Regions from separate parts of the Gossypium hirsutum genome. Here region 2 is linked to region 1. A link is a contact called in public Hi-C data. All regions are on one chromosome and are shown on one strand. The core of a region is the stretch at or near the end of the contact, and the rest is flanking DNA. Distances in the headings are between cores, read along the strand shown.

Evidence for each region. Hi-C and Micro-C count contacts between places; a contact is called where the count stands out from the background.
Region 2: a Hi-C map of leaf shows a contact between it and region 1, with 4 times the contacts expected there. The contact joins the promoter of LOC107948161 here to the promoter of LOC107948166 in region 1. A contact is called at or near these places in 10 of 34 Hi-C or Micro-C datasets (anther, callus, leaf and 1 more).

What each region holds. Positions count from the first base shown.
Region 1 is chrA12:81,681,429-81,685,304 of Gossypium_hirsutum_v2.1, reverse strand. LOC107948166 reads left to right here and starts at 2,104. Exons shown (of 3, transcript XM_016882635.2): 1 at 2,104-2,441; 2 at 3,158-3,240. The coding sequence starts at 2,363.
Region 2 is chrA12:81,867,194-81,871,069 of Gossypium_hirsutum_v2.1, reverse strand. LOC107948161 (ORM1-like protein 1) reads left to right here and starts at 2,129. Exons shown (of 3, transcript XM_016882629.2): 1 at 2,129-2,588; 2 at 3,334-3,482. The coding sequence starts at 2,403. It overlaps LOC107948159 (bifunctional fucokinase/fucose pyrophosphorylase), which reads left to right. Exons shown (of 8, transcript XM_041082844.1): 7 at 1-562; 8 at 634-1,175. The coding sequence ends at 1,026.

The DNA.
Region 1 (3,876 bases), core at 855-3,354:
TCTAATTGGAAATTCTATTAATTCAATCTCTAATTCACACTTTTACTCAACAAAAAGAGTATCTAAAAATCTAATAACTTCTAAAATTTCAACATATACTTAATAATATTTTATTCTAAGATCATAAAAACTCAAAAATTACTAGAAAAAAACTTAATTTAACTTACCAATTAAACTTCAAACTTTAAAATCCCTAATTTCCCCTTTTTCTTTCTTTCCCTTTCTTCCCTTCTTTTCTTATCTGTTTTTGTCCCCCAATTCAGTTCTTTATTTCTTTTTACTATTTTTTTCATTTATTTTACTTTAATTCCTTTGTTTATTAATTGAATAATAATATATTATAATAATATAGATATCTTTTACTTATATAATAAATAAATATATAATTATATTACAAATGTACATATATTTATTATTACTATTACACATGTATAGTTTCATTACGATACATTCATCTCTATTTATTTTATTTAATAATAATAATAATATAATAATAATAATAATAATAATTTTATTGGCAATGCAAGCTCGAATCCCATTTGTTGCCATGTACATTAACATACACGAAAACTTTAGAGCTCTCTTTGTCACTGAATTCTTTGTTTATTGTTACTCTAACTCATTACTAATTAAGGTATTATTTGGAATTTGAACTTGATAACAACTTTCACATTAGGAACTGGAATTTTTTTCGCCCAAGTTCATTACTTCTATATTGAAGCTTAAATTAAGCAATTGTTTCCACATTGAAGCTTAAACTTTTTTTTATTTAAGTTAGTCCTTAAATTTCCCAATTGTTCCCATATTAGTATGAACTTGATAACTTTTTGCATGTTGGGGTATGAACATGGAAATAGTTCCTACACTTGAGCCCGAATTTTAGGATATTTAAAGAAATATTAAAGACTAACTTAGACAAAAAAAAATTCAAGCTCCAACGTGAAAATAATTACCAAGTTGTCCTAAAAGTGATTTAACCCCTAATTATAATAATTGGCAATATAATCAACTAGCTAGCTACTTGGGCTAGGAAGTTCAATGGACTTGAAATTTGCATTATAATTTTACAGCCTTATCTCAACTTTTTATTTTTACATAATACTCACAAAAAAAGTTACATCTGTTTTAATATGATTTATTTCAAAGAATTTAGTCTATTTATTTTTTAAATTTAAAAATGCAAGTCAAATTGCTGACAAAATTAAAATTATTTTATTAAATTCAAGTTCAATTCAGAGTCACTTTTTGTTACATTGCTATTAAGTAAATATTTTTTTCATTTTAAAATGTCACACCAAAAAATTGAAAAGAAAGATTTCAACTATATTTGAATTTGGAAATCTAAAAAGTAAAAAAGAGTAAATCTTTTAAAATAACAATAAAAGGCTTAAGGGTGTAAAAAGCCCTTAAACTTAAAAAAAAAATTAAGCCTTTTTTTTGCACTTAATTGAATACTTGAACTTTCAAAATGTATAAAAAGACCTTTCAAAATGTATAAAAAGACATTTCAAAAATAAAAAAATAAAAAATAAAGCCACTGTTTTTTTTTCACTCAATTGGGTACTTGAACCGCCCCTAATTTTTTTACCACATGTCATGCTGTGTTACGACACATTATAGCTTTAACTGAAAAAGAAAAAAAAACTAGGGATCGTTAACTTAAACAGTCGACAGTTAAAGTTAATGGTTAAAGAGCCTTTTTGTTGCATTTTATAATTTTTTTTATGATTTTTTATAAAATTTTACAAATTTTATAAATCTTTTTTTCTAATTTTAATAATTTTTTAATAATTTTATATTTTTATTAAAATTTAATACTTTTTATAACTTTTATTAATTTTTTTATAATTTTTTGTCACATGTCACGCCATGATTGTGATATGGGGTGACTTTAACTGAAAAAATTAGGCGCAGTTAATTTTAATGGTCAACTGTTAAAGTTAACGGTCAAATGACCTTTTTGATGACAGTTTAAGTATCCAATTGAATGCAAAAGAAAAATCATGGGCTTAATTACTTTTTTTAATGTATTTTTAAAGTTTATGTATCTAATTAAACCTAAAAAAAAATAAGTGCTCAATTATTTTTTTAAAAGAATGTGAGGACTTTTACACTTCAACTAAAATAAAAAGACTAAAAATTTCAAAAATGCAAAAGCTACAATGATTTAGGGCATTTTTTTTTTGGTATGTTTTTCTCAGTTACCCGACCCGAGATTCACCAATATTGATTTTAATCTTGATTTCTAATTTCCTAAAGAGTGGGATCATCCATTTCAATTTTGGGGGTTTTCATCAAAGAACAGAGAGTTGGCTAGTCGAGAAGAAAAGGTTGTAAAAGACGGAAATTTTCGATTTAAGATATGGCGGTGATGGAGAAGCTTAAGATATTCGTAGTGCAAGAGCCAGTTGTAGCTGCCTCTTGCCTCATCGCTGGTTTTGGTTAGTTTTTTTTTTTTCGATCATTGCTAATTTAATCCCTAGTTGTATGCTGTTTGGGTTTAGTATAATTTGGAATTAGAAGAAACTTGGCTTTATTAGGAAATTCAGAATCATCTACGCTTTTAGTTGAAAGTTGTGTGTGCTGTTCTTTTTGAATAATCTGAAATTCGATTCATAAATTATCATCCATTGTATGACTTATACGTATATGTCATGATGCAAAGGATTCTAGATCTATTAACAAATGCAGTGGCAAGGGAAAGTACCATTGTGGGGAAAGGGGTAGCCATGAACTCCAAAAGGATTAGTTGTGAACCATCAAACAGACGCGAAGGATATCTTAGTTATTAAAAAAGAAGGATTCTAGATCCGAAGTGATGCATAAAGTTGGTACATTCTATGGCTGAAATCGCTGCGATCAAGTTAATATTGTGTCTAATAATCGAAACAACAGTGGTAGGGGAAAATGCGGGTCTTGAGATAACACATTGTGACCTCATGCGATTATTGCAGTTAGGGTAATGAGTATATGAATCCGAAATGATAGTGTTTTCAATTGTTGACTGTATGAATCTATCTTGAAGAAAGAACAATATTCCGCAAAGATTGGTGTTTGAATTTTCTGGCTTTTTCCTGCATTTTTGTGAAGATTGAGCCTTTTCTTTTCTTTTTATCTCTTTTGTTGTCTGCTTGATACTTTTGTGAAAATTATGCAGGTCTCTTCCTACCAGCTGTTGTAAGGCCCATTTTAGATTCCATGGATTCATCAAAGCAAGTCCCACAACCTGCTTTAAGAGACGTAAGTATAGCACGTATCTTTTTGTACAGGCTTTATTTGTTGTTTTTGTTTGTGGATTAGCTTAACCCCATTAATTTGGTTTAGACATGTCATAGGAGAGAAGTTTTGAGATTCTAGTAACGGGGTATTTGTTCTTTTCTTTTGACATGGCAGATTTCTAATCCTTGCATACAGTTTCAAGACTATATTTGAAAATGGTGGAAAGTTAGAGCATTCAATACAATGAGTTTTAGCTGTCATCAATATCCTTCTACAACCAATAACGCTTACATTCTAGCTGCACTAAAGAGAGTTGTTCTTTTTCTGCAGATCTTCCTTATTTGAACTTGGATGTCAAAGTTGCTATTAATGCCTGTTACCTTTTGTGACTATTATATTAGTCAAAACTATATACATTTTCATCTAGGTATAAGGATTGATTGGTATCATTGAAGGGGGGAATAGATACTATAATATGAAACCACTATAGAAGTTCTTGCTTCGTTCAATGCAGATAGGATAAGATGCTTAATAAAAACTTCTGTATATCTGAAATGTGTGCCTTGTCCTTGATGCATCTCTTTGGAAAAAGAACACTGGTTTGAATCAGCATTGTCGGAGTTATCATGCTTATGAGCTAGATCAACTACATTTGTT
Region 2 (3,876 bases), core at 880-3,379, 190 kb before region 1:
TGGTTGTGTTCTTAATATGGCAGTGAGCTTGGAAGGTTCTCTTCCGATTGGCACTATAGTAGAGACGACAAATTCAAATGGAGTCTTGATTATCGATGATTCTGGAAAAGAGCTATATATTAAAGAGCTTACTTCAATTGCTCCTCCTTTTGACGGTGATGATCCTTTTAGACTCGTGAAATCTGCACTGCTAGTAACCGAAATTATTCATGAAAATATTCTAGTATCAAATGGTTTGCGAATAAGGACATGGGCTAACGTACCTCGGGGCAGTGGGTTAGGAACTTCTAGCATCTTAGCTGCTGCCGTTGTGAAAGGACTTCTACAAATCATTGGTGGTGATGACAGCAACGAAAATGTTGCAAGGCTTGTTTTGGTACTAGAGCAGCTCATGGGAACGGGCGGTGGTTGGCAGGATCAGATCGGAGGTTTATATGCCGGAATTAAATTTACAACAAGTTACCCTGGAATACCATTGCGTCTCCAAGTCTTCCCTCTCGTGGCATCTTCTCAACTGATTTCAAAATTGCAGGAACGGTTGCTTGTCGTATTTACCGGTCAAGTAAGTAATCAAGTCTTTCATACATGCTTAGATCTTCGTATTCTAATTGTTATCCTATTACGACCCTGCAGGTTCGACTAGCACATCAAGTCCTACAAAAGGTAGTCCTCCGGTATCTCCGACGAGACAACCTTCTCGTATCCAGCGTCAAACGACTCACTGAATTAGCTAAGATCGGTAGGGAAGCTTTGATGAACTGTGATGTCGATAAATTAGGCGAAATCATGTTGGAGGCTTGGAGGTTGCATCAAGAACTTGATCCATACTGTAGCAATGAATATGTCGATAAACTGTTTGCATTTGCCGACCCGTACTGCTCTGGCTACAAGCTTGTGGGAGCAGGTGGGGGGGGGGGCTTTGCCTTATTACTCGCCAAAAATGCCACATGTGCCAAAGAATTAAGAAGCATGTTAGGGAAAAACCCAGAATTTGATTCAGTAATCTACAATTGGACCATCTACTAATATTTTTTTTCGATATTTTTCGTTTTACAATTTATTTTTGGGTTATTGGTGCCCTCTATCTAATAATTAATAGACGATATAATTCATTGTATTGTAAAATACTATTCTTTTACAACATTTGTGAAATGAAACACTAGAAAGTTCCATCATCTTCTTTTTTCTTTTTATTATTATTAGCATATGTGGGTTTTGGTTCGAAGGATCAGTTTAGTTTATATTATTTCAGCTTTTAATTTATTTGTATTTTGTAATAGTTTAATTTTACTTTATAGTTACTCAAAATTTATTTTTATTGTGCAATGATTATACTATATTTGTATTTGAAAATTCTATAGAAAAAAATTAAAATATTGTATTTTAATATTTTTAATTTTTTCAATCTATAAATTTTATTTTGAAAAGATTTAAACCTAAAATATCATAATTTTGTTTTTGAAACATTATTATTTTAACCAAAATTATATTTAATTATTATATCATTTTTCATAATTATTTTAGCCGCATTCTACCTATCCATAATATAATAATTAATAAAAAATGGTCTATAAATTATGTGATTAGAGTTTGGCTACACTTTCTTTGCAACAAAGTAAAATGTATTTATGGCTTCCATTCTTAAAATAGAAGTGCAATTATTTCAAGTAATAGCATGAAATGTTATTTAAATTAGATTGATTAGATTAAAAATGAATTGAGAAATTAGTTGAAAATCAATGATACAACAAACTTTTCTTTTCTTTGATTTTAAAATTTAAAAATGAAAAAATAACTTAAAATCATACAAGTAATTTTTGAAAATTTATAATTATTAATTTAAAGAATTTATGCTTTGAAATACTTTTGGATGTTTAAATAAATAAAACGAAAGATGATGGAAGTAGAATAAATATTTTAATTGAGTAACTACTTGAGTATTTATATCAAGGTGTTTTAATATTTTCAAGTGCATGAAGAATAAATTGTCTATTTATTGAATAAGACTTAACAAGAAGAAACGAGAAATTAATAACTAATTAAGATCAAAATGTAATTTACAATCGAATTCATTTAATTTTAATTTTTTATCAAATAAATTCAAAAATTATAAAGTCGGTGTGAACTTAAGAGAGTTTCCAAAATGAGGGAAAAAAGGGAAAACGGTGGCGTATGGGTAAAGCAAAAGAGTTTATTTTGTAATAATGAGTTTACAGGCTTTTAGATAATTAATCAAAAGAAATTGAGAACTTCCACATTAATTTCCGATCATCTTCATCTTCATCTCCATCGTAGAGCGCCTAGTGTTTGAATTTATATAAATTCAATCAAATACAAAAACTGGGTCGTTTTAGAAGAAGGGTCTCGTCTCTAATTTTGGCGGGTTAAATTGAAAAACATAAATGGCGAATCTATATGTGAAGGCGGTACCACCGGCTGATCTGAACCGGAACACCGAGTGGTTCATGTACCCAGGTGTATGGACTACTTATATCCTATTCCTCTTTTTCTCTTGGCTCCTTGTTCTTTCCATCTTTGGTTGTTCTCCTGGCATGGCTTGGACCATCGTTAATCTCGCTCACTTCCTTGTACGTTTCCTTTTCTCTTTTAATTGTCTCTTGGTATTTAATGTTGAATTGGGTCCCTTTTTTGCCTGCAAATTACCCCTTTTTTTGTGTGAATTTGCTCTGTATTGGTTGGTTTTGATTAATTTTCCTTTTGGGTCTTTTATGATTTGTTGATTAATGTTGTTGAGCTGTGGGGGAATTATTGTATGCCTTACAGTCTTTATTTGTGATAGGACTATTATTTGAAAGTTTTGAACTTTGCCTTTTTTGTTTTTCCGTCCTTGCAATGTATTGGGAGCTGAAATTATATCGAGTGATATCTTGTTTATTGATAGGAAGTAAGGAAATTAGGGATTTTACATTGAACAATGTCCTTAAGTTTTGAAAAATGCGTTTCGAGTTGAGATATAGGCTGCCTCATACTCGTAATCTCGGAAATTATAGCTTTGGGATTCGAAATTAGTCTATGTCCATCGCATTGGTAGCTTCACTAAATAATTTCCCCAATATATGTATTTGTTGCAGTTGCTTATTCATCTACTTACATTATGTCGTTAACTGAAGTTTTTCGACCACTTAGCTTCATGGTAGTTCTATCTAAGCCGATCTTATGCTTTGTTCTAATGTAAAGGTGATTTGCTAGTTTACTTCACATACCATGCCTTAAGCTTTTTTCTAAGGAACTTCCTTTTTCTGGTTTTGGTCATGTGCTCACTACTGCTTGATAGTATCCGAACCAACAATGAGAGATTTGTCTATTTTTCAGGTTACTTACCACTTCTTTCACTGGAAGAAAGGAACCCCGTTTGCTGACGATCAAGGAATTTACAATGGCTTGACTTGGTGGGAGCAGATAGACAATGGAAAGCAGCTAACACGCAACAGAAAGTTTTTAACCGTTGTACCTGTTGTGCTGTAAGTCTGTTATATGATATATTTCACAATTTTGTTTCCTGTATCTTGCTGATGATCTTTCTTATTATTTTGTGCTGTGCCTCTGAATTCATGTGTACGAGTGTGCATGTATTCGTTTTCGAGCTTTGAATGTAATGAACTATATGGATTACTAGGGAAGCAATGAGTGCGTAAACACGGATACCCACCGATCATACACAGCATGTTCATGTTGGATTATAACAACTGGGTTTTTATACATGACTATTCATGTTACCTTGCTTTTAACAAAAGAGTAGATTTTAGTGTATCGTGTATTTAGTTTTAACATAGTTTATGCGTAATTCATGATTTTTCTAGTTCCGTCAGAGAGCATTAGCTGCTTCCAGTCTTTTTGGAATCCGTTTGCTGACCT